Linked DNA regions of Zea mays: all the other regions are linked to region 1. A link is a contact called in public Hi-C data. All regions are on one chromosome and are shown on one strand. The core of a region is the stretch at or near the end of the contact, and the rest is flanking DNA. Distances in the headings are between cores, read along the strand shown. Region 1 holds the start of LOC100217167. Region 2 holds the start of LOC100274536. Region 3 holds the start of LOC103654338 (microfibrillar-associated protein 1).

Evidence for each region. Hi-C and Micro-C count contacts between places; a contact is called where the count stands out from the background.
Region 2: a Hi-C map of tassel shows a contact between it and region 1, with 2.7 times the contacts expected there. The contact joins the promoter of LOC100274536 here to the promoter of LOC100217167 in region 1. A contact is called at or near these places in 2 of 25 Hi-C or Micro-C datasets (bundle sheath and tassel).
Region 3: a Hi-C map of ear shows a contact between it and region 1, with 2.6 times the contacts expected there. The contact joins the promoter of LOC103654338 here to the promoter of LOC100217167 in region 1. A contact is called at or near these places in 6 of 25 Hi-C or Micro-C datasets (ear, leaf, leaf mesophyll and 2 more).

Annotation. Positions count from the first base shown.
Region 1 is chr4:193,374,023-193,378,372 of Zm-B73-REFERENCE-NAM-5.0, reverse strand. LOC100217167 reads right to left here and starts at 1,964. Exons shown (of 5, transcript NM_001143532.1): 1 at 1,473-1,964; 2 at 906-973; 3 at 637-768. The coding sequence starts at 1,836.
Region 2 is chr4:193,884,271-193,888,620 of Zm-B73-REFERENCE-NAM-5.0, reverse strand. LOC100274536 reads right to left here and starts at 2,275. Exons shown (of 8, transcript NM_001320120.1): 1 at 1,833-2,275; 2 at 1,429-1,645; 3 at 1,209-1,327; 4 at 805-903; 5 at 500-553; 6 at 307-405; 7 at 88-195. The coding sequence starts at 2,219.
Region 3 is chr4:193,108,370-193,112,719 of Zm-B73-REFERENCE-NAM-5.0, reverse strand. It overlaps LOC103654338 (microfibrillar-associated protein 1), which reads left to right and starts at 1,841. Exons shown (of 3, transcript XM_008681178.4): 1 at 1,841-2,004; 2 at 2,192-3,415; 3 at 3,846-4,164. The coding sequence starts at 2,238. The coding sequence ends at 3,960.

The DNA.
Region 1 (4,350 bases), core at 715-3,214:
TGTGTGCAACATCTTTGTGATACTACAGCAACGAAACAACTCGGAGACTATGTTCTAACTTGACATGCATATGGGTGATTTCAGAAGTTCCATGGCCATTTATACCTTTGCCGATTTTCTGTGTAGTGTTATGGAGTCTACGTTACAGTTGCAAGTGTACTTTCTGGTGCCTGAAGTAAATCAAACCTACACAATAGTTTCCTAACTGTTGATCTAGCTATGACTTCTGTTTGATGATTATCAGTCTCAAACTCTCAATCAAACCAAAGAATGTGACTCGAACTGGTGAATCTCCGTCAAATGAGTGGTTGAGATCAAGTTAAGGCTGCATGTCTTTGAAAAAAGAAAATCATAGAGAAGGGAGCTGCTATGATTCATGTACCCATAGACTATTCTAAGACTACGAGCATGTTTGGTTTCCTGCCTAAAGTGTTGCAACTTGCCTAGCTTTTCTCTTCAATTCAAACGACTAAGCTTAGATAAGGTGTGACGTCTTAAGCAGAAAACCAAACAGCCCCGTATAGACGGAATTTGTCAAGAGCAGCCAGGATTCCCTAATAAGTCCTAATGGAACATTAGTAGTAGAGTGACACATAAGATGATAAGATACAAACAGCAACCCTCGATAGTCCGTACCTCGTAGGTGAAGGTGCTCCCAGATGCATCCGGCTGCCTCAGTGTTACATTAGAGATTGACCCGTTGGCAGAGAGGATGCAGACCGAGCGTGGACCCTTCTGAGAAAACGACATGATGCGCGCCGCCACATCCTACCAACGAGTTGGACAAGAGAGCGCTCAGCGACAGCCTTCAGAGAAGCACAACTGCACACTAGCCAAGCAAATGCCAAACTAGCCCTAGCTGCAGACAAACAAGATGCTGGAATGGGATGGAGTACATGTCTTACCTCCCCAGTACCCACGATGATGACATGAGGCGTGAAGCTCCCGCCGGCTGACAGCGCGTACCATTCCCCTTTTTGCATTTGAGAGAAAACCAATCAGACAGAGAACTGAACATTTTTTTATGTAATTTAACTACGACTATCTGATGAGAAAAACAGACCTTAGTCATGGCCAATATGTATAACAAATTTAACTCAACTATACCAAAGGATTAGGTAAATTAGGTGATCTGATGAGGGAAAATCTCCCCCAACCACAAGATTGGTAGGAAAAAGGGCATAAACATTTGAATCGATTCAATAGTTGTACATAGCACAGAGATGACAGATGAATGCGACAGGGAACAGAAGAGCTGCCGTAACAGGTGACGGATATTTGACCTGTCTTCAGTCTGAAAGAAAGGCACATCACATGCACTGCACACATCCCCCATACTGGACCCCATCCAAGCAATGCAACAGAAATCGACAAGGGGAGCAAACGCAGCAAGAAATTCTAAAAAAATTGGAAATTTCTGGTTGCGGAACAAGAAAGAGGGAAGCTTTGCATTCTACAGGGAGAATACTGACCTAGAGTGGCTAGGATCTGGCGCCTCCCGGAACCGCGCGGCCGGCCCCGGCGGCGCCCGGAGCTCAGGCTGGCGTGCTCGCTCTGCCCGGCCGTTTGCGTGCCGTTGTCCACCACCACGGCCCCACTCGGCGTCTCGCCGCCCAAGCTCCAGGCAAGCGGAGTCGCGGCGGCGTCCCCGGCGTGGCCAGCCGCAGCCGCTGGCGGCGACGGCGTGGGGGACGTCGACGGCGAGGATGGAGAGGACTGGTAGCCTTTCGCTGCTGCTTCTTGCGCCTCCGCCATGGCGATGTCTGCTGCTCTGAACATGCTGCCGTGGCCGGATTCGCGGCCAACTGCAATACCCTCCCTTCCCTCCATCTGCATGCAAAGGGCTCTTCTTGGTTGAGTCCTGGGACTTGCTTACTCTGGGAAAATTTCTTGCTCCCGGTGGTTCGGTTCTTTGCTTGCTTGGAGCCTTGGACTCGAACAGAGAACCGCAGACAAGAACAGACACCTATTCTAGTTTGGGTCTGTGTCCGGTTACTACCAGGCACCAGCAAGCAGCAGCTGGGTCGTGCCAGTATTATACCCAAGTCATCAGGGATTGGATTTTGAATACGGGCAAATGGCAGAGATAAATAAAAATAAATGAGAGATTTTTAGCACGAGAATGGCGGGCTTTCTGCTGCTCTGCGATCCCGCCTCTCTCTCTCTCTCCCTCTCTAGCTCTCTCCTTTGACCAACCATCTGATTGGTTGGACTGCAAAAGTGTCCTGCACTGCAGCCCAACATAACTTCACTTTTTTATTGAACAGTAAAGCAGCGAATGGGACAAACATTTTTTTCCCGAGAAATTTATATAGGATATACTATGAAAATACGCTTTAAAGAACAGCAGTTCTAAATTGAGTGTCCAGTACAAGTAAAATGGGAATAATTTTTTTTTCTTAAGGAATCACCAACATGGTAAGTTGATAACTCAGATTTGAATGAATACTCTGTGCTTTTCTCCTTTATTGCATGTTGATATATTTAACGGATGATCCAGCTGGTGAGAGAAAAGGAATCACATTGGGGTTTGTACCATGCAGCTTGCAATTGAAATCACTATGTCCACACTGCACACTTCCGGTTATCTCATTTTTTGCAATAAGGTACATGTGAAATGATGAAAAATGTAACTATTCGTTTTAAAGCAATAATTGATTTTCTTAACAACTGATATTATACAAGTTAAAAGGTAGCATATATTCTAAATGGTAATTAATTGAGATATAAAAGTAGCATTTGCTTGCTTGATTTGTTTCATTTTTGATATGTGACAATTATACAATTAGTATTGTTAGTAATACCCATTAGAGGACCTAATAAAGCGTTTCATTTCCTATCTTTTTATGCAGCTTTCCCAATGTTCATCTTCTTTTTTGAACCTTCAAACTCACGTAAAAAGCCAGATTCTTGTTACTCCTTCCCTCTTTAATTTCTCAAGAAAAGCTCTAGGAGATGGGGGGATACCAGTGCAGAAAAAAAATAACAAGCACGCGTACCCAAATTTGCAGAACCTGAACCTGTGCCTGTTTTGCTTGGACACTACTACAGCCTGCCATGCACACAGCTGTCCAGCTGACTGAGGGGATAAGAACGAAGCTTGGGCCTTTTGGGAAATCAGTAGCTGGAGAGTAAATTCAAAAGGCAAATAAAAAAGACAGTCAAATTAATGGTGTCTGCTGGAACTGTGAAAGCTTGAAACCCTCGTTGTCATAAAACAATGGGTGCATGAATAGACAAGGCAATAGTTTTATGCGATGGATTTTAATATGGGTGTCATCAGTCAGAAAACAAAAGTAATGCTACTGCTAACAATATGACTCCAAGTCTCTCGAACCATAAAAGGAAGATCCAGACAAAAGTGTGGGCCCTTGAAAAACAGCAGAGTGTAGTATGAAATAATGAAACTACAGTGTATAAACTATGAAGAGAAAATACTTTTTTTCAAAAAAATGAAAATAGATAAGAATATACACTATAAGTGTTAAGGGAAGTTTAGAAATTAAATACAGCATGATTGAGTTTTAATATAACCTGACAGCTTATTCCTGTCCTTATTAGTTCAGTAAACAACAAGACAGCAAGAAAGACAACTAGCACTGAGAGATTTGAAGTGCTAAATATTATTTGTTACACAGATTAGGGCACTGTTGGAGTGCCTGATTGCTAAATACTACGAAAACTACACTTTAAATCGCCGGAGAGGTAAAACAAAGTTGACAGCAAAATCAAGGCAGCAAAAAAAAAACTTAGAGCAGGAAAGCAGCATATATGACGCCATGACGTCTTACAAATAGGTTAATTACCGCCACCTTAAGATATGTGATCATGGGTTCTGAGTAAACTAGAACACCCAAAACGAAAAAAAACAAATACCCCACAAATTGATCATATACCCATTACGAAAAATGTTTTGCCAAATTAAAGGTGTCACTTTATTACCAAGGTGAGAGAGTGGGATGTCTTTAGTAGCACAAGAGGTGTTAGAAAGACCGGATCTTGTCCAGTTGGAGCCTGTTGGCTTCGTTTCCAGAGTGCGGCGCTTTTTTTCAACGCTAGACTTTTGGCAAGAAACGGCATGAACATGAACTGAAGGAACAGATGAACAAGTTTGGCACGCCGTAAGTCTGGCCGGAAAGCAAAGAGCTGCATAGGTAACATGGGCATCAGAAGTTTACTAACCATATGTCATAGTACTTTACTAACCATTAGCATGATCATATTGATAGTCATCATTATTTGAAAGTAGTTTCTCTTTTCTTTTGAGTCAAAGAAAATAGTTCCCGAGACCGTTCAGTTCCTCGCCTTCTTTTACTTCAAACATTTGGTGGCTCGGAGCACCCTTGCTGA
Region 2 (4,350 bases), core at 1,026-3,525, 510 kb before region 1:
GAAGAACAGAAACAGAGAGTCATCGACTGCTCAAAAGAATAATAACGTTGGTATAATTTAACAAAAAAAAATCATAGTTCTATCAACCTTCTGCTTTGCTTGAAAGGCGTCTTCAATCTCAAGTTCTATCAACCTTTTCGTTTCCACGTAACGAGGCACGCAATCAGCACCTAAGCAATCTGCAGCTTCTTGGACCTGCGATTCATTCCATACGATCAGACAAAATAGGCTGAAAACAGGCAGAAGGAAAAAAAGGGGGACACAGTTTAAAGAACTCAATGTTCCAGTTCAGAAGATTATGGCCACCTCACATATGATAGTCGCGGCATCAACAGCTGCCACCTGCGGGCTGCAGACGATGCTGTCGACCTTCAAATCCAGGAGTAGTTCCGCAGTCTTCTGAGACTGAAAGCATTTGCCCGTACGTACGTAGATGAGCTCAGCTGTTGCGTTGGGAGCAAAATTATGACGCAGGAGCAGGAAAAATAAAGCGACGTGCCTGTATAGTCCCGAGCATGTTCAGCGGCGCATATCCCGTTCCACCCAAGCTAATCTGGAACCCAAAGCAATGGACAATTAACGGTGTACATCACTAAGATTAGGGATGCGTTTGTTTCTCCAGTTTTCATGCCAATTGCCAACCAAGACCAAGCTGGGCTGGGCTGTGGGCTGGACTGACGCGCTCAATTTTCAGATGGCAGTTTCAGGAATTACATACAGAATGGTATGCCAAACGAATCCGTTAGTGCTTCCTCATGATGGGAATAGGATACGAGCACGAACAAGTAAAAAAAAAAACCATACCTCAGAACTGCTTTGTGTAGCCCCTTGACAGGCCAGAATGATCCTCTTGCTCGTCTTTCTTCCCGCAGAACTTCCCCCAGCGACAGGAGAGTTTGGGGTCTGTACTACAAGATACAGTTTGGGGGCAGATTAATCCATGTTTTAATTGTTTGACCCTTCCATTTTCCCTGTATTGTCTGGTGAAATTTCTTTGATCTCCAAGTTGTTACCAAGCGGAAATGCTAACAGACCTGGTTAAGTGGTACATGCTGCTCCTTATGAGAATATTCATCTTTTTGAACGAAAATAATAATAATAATAATAATAACATAATCATGTAAATGGTTCCTGTTAATGTTTGCTAAGAATACCGGGAAGACACGATCATACGAGTCAGTCAGCGACGAGAACAAAGTTACACTCACCTGATTTAAGCGGTTAAGGCAGACGGTAGGAGGACCTCCCCCAGCCCGTGGGGTGAAGTCCAGCACACTAGCGCCACAGTTGCTCTGGAGCAGAATCCGAAAGTGCTCCGCGCCAAGCCCTAAACATCATGAACCGTGAGGAAAGCACGAAATCAGCTTCGATCACACTTAGACACGCAATGAACTCCGATCCCACGCTCGGATGCAGGATGCACCCCACCCAAAGAGGTGGCAACAAGTGCCTGGTTCACTGCATTGTGCGCGACCACGAGCACTGACTTGCCCCGGTGCGCCAAAATCCTCTCCCAGCAGCTCCGTGCGCGGTCCCACAGCTCCTGCACCGGGTAGTGGCCGTCGATGCTGAACTCGGCCGCGTTCTTCTGCCACTGCCGGTACAGAGGACCGTACCTCTCCCTCCCTTCGCGCTTCAGGAGTCCCTGGAGACCAGGATCACCGGACCGTTACTACAGGGCGTTTCCACGAGCACATGGCGAGCATCGCATCGAGGAAGTAACAAGCAGACGGAACTGGGCAGGCATTGCCAGTTTGCCACACACGAGCAGTCTGCCAGCACTGCACAAACTAAACAGTGACGAGAGAAAAAAGGAGGAGAGGAATTGAGACCTGGAAAGAGTAGAGATCGATCTCGCGGAGGTCGGGGTCCGGGATGAGGCCGTCGCCACGCCCACGCCCACGCCCCTGCCAGATGATCTCGGCGGTGCGGCGGGAGCGCGCCAGCGGGCTGGTGAAGCAGGCGTCGAAGGAGTCGGAGGCGAGCATCTGGCGGCAGGTCTCGGCCTGGGCCTCCCCCTTGGGCGTGAGCACGGAGGCGTCGGAGCTCCCCTGGATGCGGCCCTCGGCGTTCCACGTGCTCTGCCCGTGCCGCACCAGCACCACCCGCTTCGCCTCCTCCAGCGCGCGTACGCTCGAGCAGCAGATGCATGCGGAGGAGGGTCGAGGCCTACGCCCGGCCGCCGGCGACGGCAGCGGCGTGGGGGCGAGTTGGAGCATGGCCACTCGTGGTGCGGTCGACAGTGTGACTGTGTGAGGAGTGAGGAAGAAAAATGTGTGGCTTGCGACACCTGTGCTTCACGACAAGATTTTGGTCCTGTACTCCTTCCTGATCGTGCAGTCACAGTCAGGGGGCTATGGGCCGGACGCCCGTCGGTTGATTTGTGGTCCGACAGCCACAGGGCCGAGGCCCATAGCACACCGTTCTGATAGCACTACTCAAGACACTTGGAATGTAGATCTCAGAAATGCGCCATGTTGTTAGCTTAGGCAATGGAAAAAAATTTGTTGCAGCCGGGCTGCAAACCAGGCCGTTTGCAGCCTCTCACAAAAATGAGGATAGACCCCACCTGCAGGTCAATAATACAACAAAAACGTTATCTGGTGGACCTGCAGGTGGGGCCTATCCTCATTTTTGTGAGGGGCTGTAAACGGCCTGGTTTGCAGCCCGGCTGCAACAAATTTTTTTCCTAGGCAATGGTGAAGAAGAAGAACGAATACGCAATTCGTCTACATTGCTCGTGATCTCTTGTCCCTCTTGTTAGGATCTATACTGTCTAGGATCGATTCCTAAGTCCCTAGAATACCAATCTGTAATTGAAAGTAAAACCTTGATGACATGTAGATCTGATCTACTGTTCTACTCAGAGAAATGGGGAAACACACCTTGTTGCTGTTGCTATCTTCATACCGTTGCCCTGCAGAGAAGCAGCAGGCATCGGGATCCGAGCCGCTGTAGGTTGTCGCGTTTCCAAACACTCCGACGACTAGGCGATGGGGGCCTCTTGGGACTAGGGTTTTGGGGTGAGGAACTAGCGTTCGTCTTTCCTGCGACCCCTTAGTCCTATATTTATAGCGTCGTGTGCCTGGGGCTCCAACCGAGGTTAGCGTGGGCCCTCCCAATCAAGGGCCCATTTAAAGAGATAGATAGTTGGGTTTAGCCCAATCCGGTCACTGATGACCAGCTGTAGAGGACACACCCAACAATCTCCCCTTTGTTCTCTACATTCCTTATTCTCAACTTTTCTGGATTCCATCCCTTGACAAGTTTACACATAGAGACCAATGTGTGACAATGACCGATTAAGTATCATCGCACTCATTGACTACAACATGCTCGCCTGCTTCAGAACGGAAAAAGACTTTATTTGGTTGCAATCTGTAGCCCCTGTGATTCAAGATCATAGGCACTCCCTTAAACCCATGCCGGCTACGTGATATCTTAACACGTTGGGTGGAAGACCTTTTTGTGAGCGGATCCGCTAGCATCTGCTATGTTTTGTTATGCTCATCTTTTATGGTTTGATCTTGAATCTACTCCTTAACAACATAACACTAAAAGTCAATGAACTTGGCAGCGCCACATGACTTGTTGTTATAGGAGTACGGTACCGCTGGCTCATTATCGCAGTAAATTCTCAGTGGTCGCTCCAAGCTATCGACCACTCTTAATCCGGGTACAAATTTCTTTATCTTTATTGCCTGCCCATTTGCCTCATGCATGGTTACAAACTCAGCGTGCATTGTCGACGATGCTCTCGCTGTCTGTTTGCAACTTTTATAAGAAATAACTCCCCCATATATAGTAAATTTATACCTCGAAGTAGGGAACTAAATCTTCTGTTTGTTAGCATGAGGCCATTTTCGTACCTTGGAGGTACATTAGAGCCTTCTTATCTGCTTAACAGTGTTCTATGCCTGGGTTGATCTGATATCTCCCAAGCATCCCGGTAGTAAATTCTAAGTCAGGGCGAATATATATTTGAGCATACAAAATGCTTCTAATAGTAGAAGCATATGGTACTGACTTTATCTGATCTTTCTGAAACTGGATCTGGGGACACTGATGATTCCCAAACTTATCACCCTTGACTATTGGCGCAGGCGTGGCCTTACACTGATGCATACTGTACTTCTTTAGTACTTTTCTATGTATGACTTCTGTGAGAGTTCTAATACTCCATTATGTCTATTTCTGTGAAATTCTATTCTAGAACATAAGAGGCTTCTCCTATGTCTTTTATATCGAAGGTCGAGGAAAGAAAAACTTTCTGTTTCCGCCAGTAGATATTTATCGCTACTAGCTAAAAAATATGTCATCGACATACAAAACAAGGAAGATATACTTTCC
Region 3 (4,350 bases), core at 592-3,091, 270 kb after region 1:
AACTGACTCGGGCCACAGGGAACAAGACCGGCGTCCCATCTGGCTCGCTCCGCCAGATAGGCAATGATGGCGCCCCGCATACTCTATGACGACGGCGGCTCTCAGCCCCCTTACGGAAGCAAAAGGACGTCAGCAAGGACTCAACAGCTCCGACAGCTGTCCCTCCGCCAGGCTCCATCGCTCCTCCGACGGCCACGACATCACACCAGCAGGGTGCCAAAATCTCTCCGGCTGCCACGACGGCATGTACTTAGGGTACTAGCTCTCCTCCGCTAGACACGTAGCACTCTGCTACACCCCCCATTGTACACCTGGATCCTCTCCTTACGCCTATAAAAGGAAGGACCAGGGCCCTCTTAGAGAGGGTTGGCCGCGCGGGGACGAGGACGAGACAGGCGCTCGCGTGAGGCCGCTCGCTCCCTCTCCCGCGTGGACGCTTGTAACCCCCTACTGCAAGCGCACCCGACCTGGGCGCGGGACGAACACGAAGGCCGCGGGATTCCCACCTCTCTCACGCTGGTCTCCGGCCACCTCGCTTCCCCCCTTCGCGCTCGGCCGCGCGCTCGACCCATCTGGGCTGGGGCACGCGGCGACATTCACTCGTCGGCCTAGGGACCCCCCGGTCTCGAAACGCCGACACATAGCAAGGCGAAGATGAAACCTGAAGGTCATAAGAATGGACGACGAAGCTGAAACCGAGGAGCTTCGGTTTTGGTGTAATGATGAAGACCAAGTATGATGATGACTGAAAAGGGGACAAAGACTACTCAGTCCTTAATATTTGGTGTTATGGTAATAGATAAATGTCAGGGACATGAATGTAATTTCGTCTGGGCTGCGTCCCATGCATATAAATAGATGAACAGTAGCACCGTACTGTTCACGCTAGATTGTATTCACTCTCCCGCATCCACACCTTCGAGCAAGCCGAAGGTATCAATGTAACGTTAATCCTGTTTATATTCATAGATGTTCTATGAAATATAAATATAAATGAATTAATGAGACACAGTCTCTGTCTTCATCTTTATGTATTCCTATTTGTGTGTTAAATAATGAAGGTATGTTCTTCTTGACCTTCGTCTAATGACCATTATGCCCATATGAAGACAATGCTTCAGAAGACGAAGGTCCCTAATCTTTAACAATTGTGTTGCCTTGTTCTTGATTCACAACATTTGAGAACAAGTGACCAACAGTGACCGAACCAAAAACTGAAATTCTGGACTCTATCTGACTTGTTGGTGTATTTCGATTCTAATTTCTTGATAATGAATTTTATAAAAACCGAGGAACCGAACCGAAGAACCGAACGCATAGGCCTTTCACTAGAGACAACCACTCGCCATGCATTCTGGCAGCTTCATGGTCTCCTCGGTCCTCCGACCAAGAGATTTAAGGGTCTATTTGGTTCGTGGCTAACTACGTCACACTTTGCTTAAGTTTAACCATCCAAATTGAAGAACTAATCTTAATAAAAAAAAGTTAGATAAAATGTGGCAAGTTAGATAAGGAAACAAACATTTCGTGGCAAAATATTTCAAAGCATCTGCATACACCGGCAAACTGAGTAGCATGTGTGTGTGGCTACTGTTTGGTTTTGGCCACTACTCTACAAGTTTGGAAAAGCTTGTGTCGAATGTATTTTTTAATGCGGCAAATGTGTGGTTGTCGCAGCTATTTTTGTCTTCTTCCTTCTAAACATATTCTTCCTTCTAAACATATTTCCGTGGGCTGGCCTGTTGGGCTGCTGTATTTTGTGGAAAGTTTCGGACAGCCCGTAAACTTGGGCCCGTTCCGGTTCGGCTTAGCTTTGCTCTTCTTCTCCCCGTTCACCGACTAAACAAATAACATTTTTAATAATAATAATAATAATAAAATCTCCCGTGGCCTCCTTCTTCTCCGGTTCTCGCTCGTGCCCTTCTCTCCTGGCGGCGACGGCTGGGCGAGCGGCGCGGCCCGTTATCACTTCCCAGGTCTTCGGCGGCGACGAGTTTCCACCAGGTACGCCTCGTCCCTTCCCCTTTCATCCCCGTTCCTTACTGTCCCTTTCCGCCGTCCGGAACCGAGCACCCCCCACCCTTGGTCTCCTGTCCGAATTGGAATCTGACCCAGATAGACGCACCCAAGTGCCATTGTGGATCCGCCCCAGCTCCTGTGCCGCATCACGAGATTTTGTGCAATTCTGCAGGCTGACCGGAACGCAGTGGGTGGAGAACCGGTGAGCAGCTGCAGCCATGTCCGTGGCGGCCGGCGTGAGCGACGCGGCCATCGCGGTGCGCGACAAGCTCCGTGGAAAGATTGGTCAGACCAAGGTCAAACGGTACTGGCCGGGGAAGGCGCCTGAGTGGGCCGATGACGTCGATGAGGACGTCGACCTCAGGACGGCACGGGTCTCCCTCGACAAGGCGTTCCCCAGGGACGAGGACGGCGATGTTCCCGCCAAGGATGACCGCCGGCTCCGCCGGCTCGCGGAGACCCGCGCGGAGAATAAGGAGGAGCTGAGGGCGGATCACCGCCGCATACGGCAGGCGGAGATCGTGTCAACCGCGGAGGAGGAGAACGAGAGGCAGGAGGCTGACGCCGACGAGGAGGATGAGGAGGCCCAAGAGGAGAGGAGGAGGAGAATAAGGGCAAGGCAGCTGCTGAGGGAGCAGGAAGAGCTGCTTCCTCAGGAAGAGGAGGAACCGGTGGAGGCCGAGGAGTCTGAGGAGGAATCTGAGTACGAGACAGACTCTGAGGATGAGCAGATGGGAATGGCCATGGTGAAGCCCGTTTTCATACCAAAGTCACAGAGAGACACCATCGCGGAGCGCGAACGGCTGGAGGAGGAGGAACGGCAGCTTGAGGAGCTGGTCAAGAAGAGGCTGGAGGCTAGGAAGATCGAGACTAGACAGATTGTGGTCGAAGAGATTAGAAAGGAGGAGCACATCGAGAAGGCACTGAACGAAGAGGCCAACATCGAGGATGTCGATACAGACGACGAGTTGAACGAAGCAGAGGAGTACGAGTCGTGGAAAAACAGAGAAATAGCAAGGATTAAGAGGGACAGGGAGGAAAGAGATGCGAGGTTGAAGGAGAAGGAGGAGATCGAGAAAGTCAGGAATATGACCGAGGAGGAGCGTCGCGAATGGGAGCGGAAGAATCCGAAGCCGCTTCGTCAGACGAAACAGAAGTGGAAGTTTATGCAGAAGTATTACCACAAAGGCGCCTTCTTCCAGGAAGGTGCTGATGATGTTATCCAGTCAGCGGGTAAAGAGGATATCTACACCCGTGATTTCTCTGAGCCCACTGGAGAAGATAAGATGGATAAGAGCATCCTGCCCAAGGTCATGCAAGTTAAACATTTCGGGCGCAGCGGCAGGACGAAATGGACGCATCTTGTTAATGAAGACACTACAGATTGGAATGCACCGTAAGTACACATGCCTGTTGCATCATTATTTACTCTCGTGATATTATTCAGTTGGCTTGTTTAATTTTCTTGCAAGTGCTTTCATTTCTAGTTTGACTCTCAAGGCAAAAGAAAAATGATGCTTTTAAATAGGAAGTCCAATGGAGGCCCTGACGTAGCCATTGTAGCTTTTGAGGCAGAATTTGACTGCAGTTCTTTGATCTGCTAATTTGTCAAAACCTCAAAGCTTAGTACATACTCCCTCCGTTCTTTTTTATTTGTCACGTTTTAGTTCAAAAATGAACTAGCGGACGACAAATATTCGAGAAATGAGGTAGTATGTGTCAATTGAATTGCTTCAAACACTTTTTAGGGTGCTGTATTTTGTTCTTTTCTAACATGAAAACATCTGTACTGAGTCTGAATAATTTTTTAATGGCTTGTTTTCCAGATGGTCAACAAATGGGCCTCTGCGAGCAAAGTATAATGCAAAAATGGCAGGCATGAATGCACCTATTGCTAAACCAAAGGGAAGTAAGAAGCTGAAGGATTGGGATGCAAAATGAGATGCCAGGTTAGCTGGTATTATCTAAGCGTTATAAGAACTATGTAGCCAAAAAGTGCAAACAATGCTTATGCAGATGCTTTCTTCTCATTTTGACTGCATAAACAATGTGACCTTTATGTGCTATTATCTGTTGAAGTGTCCCAATAGTATGATGTGATGATCCATGAATGATCATTATTATTGACTTCCTGTGATGTTCTATCAAGTGTATCCCATGTATTTTTTTCCTCGAACGATGCTGGAGAGGTGCCTGTTATTTTCATTAGGAAGAAAGAGTACCAAATGCTACAACCCCACAGACACAACACACCCAGAACTCATGCACTCTAGGACTACTGTTACATGTGCGCTACACATGAGCAAAAGAAACAACCAATATTAAAAACAC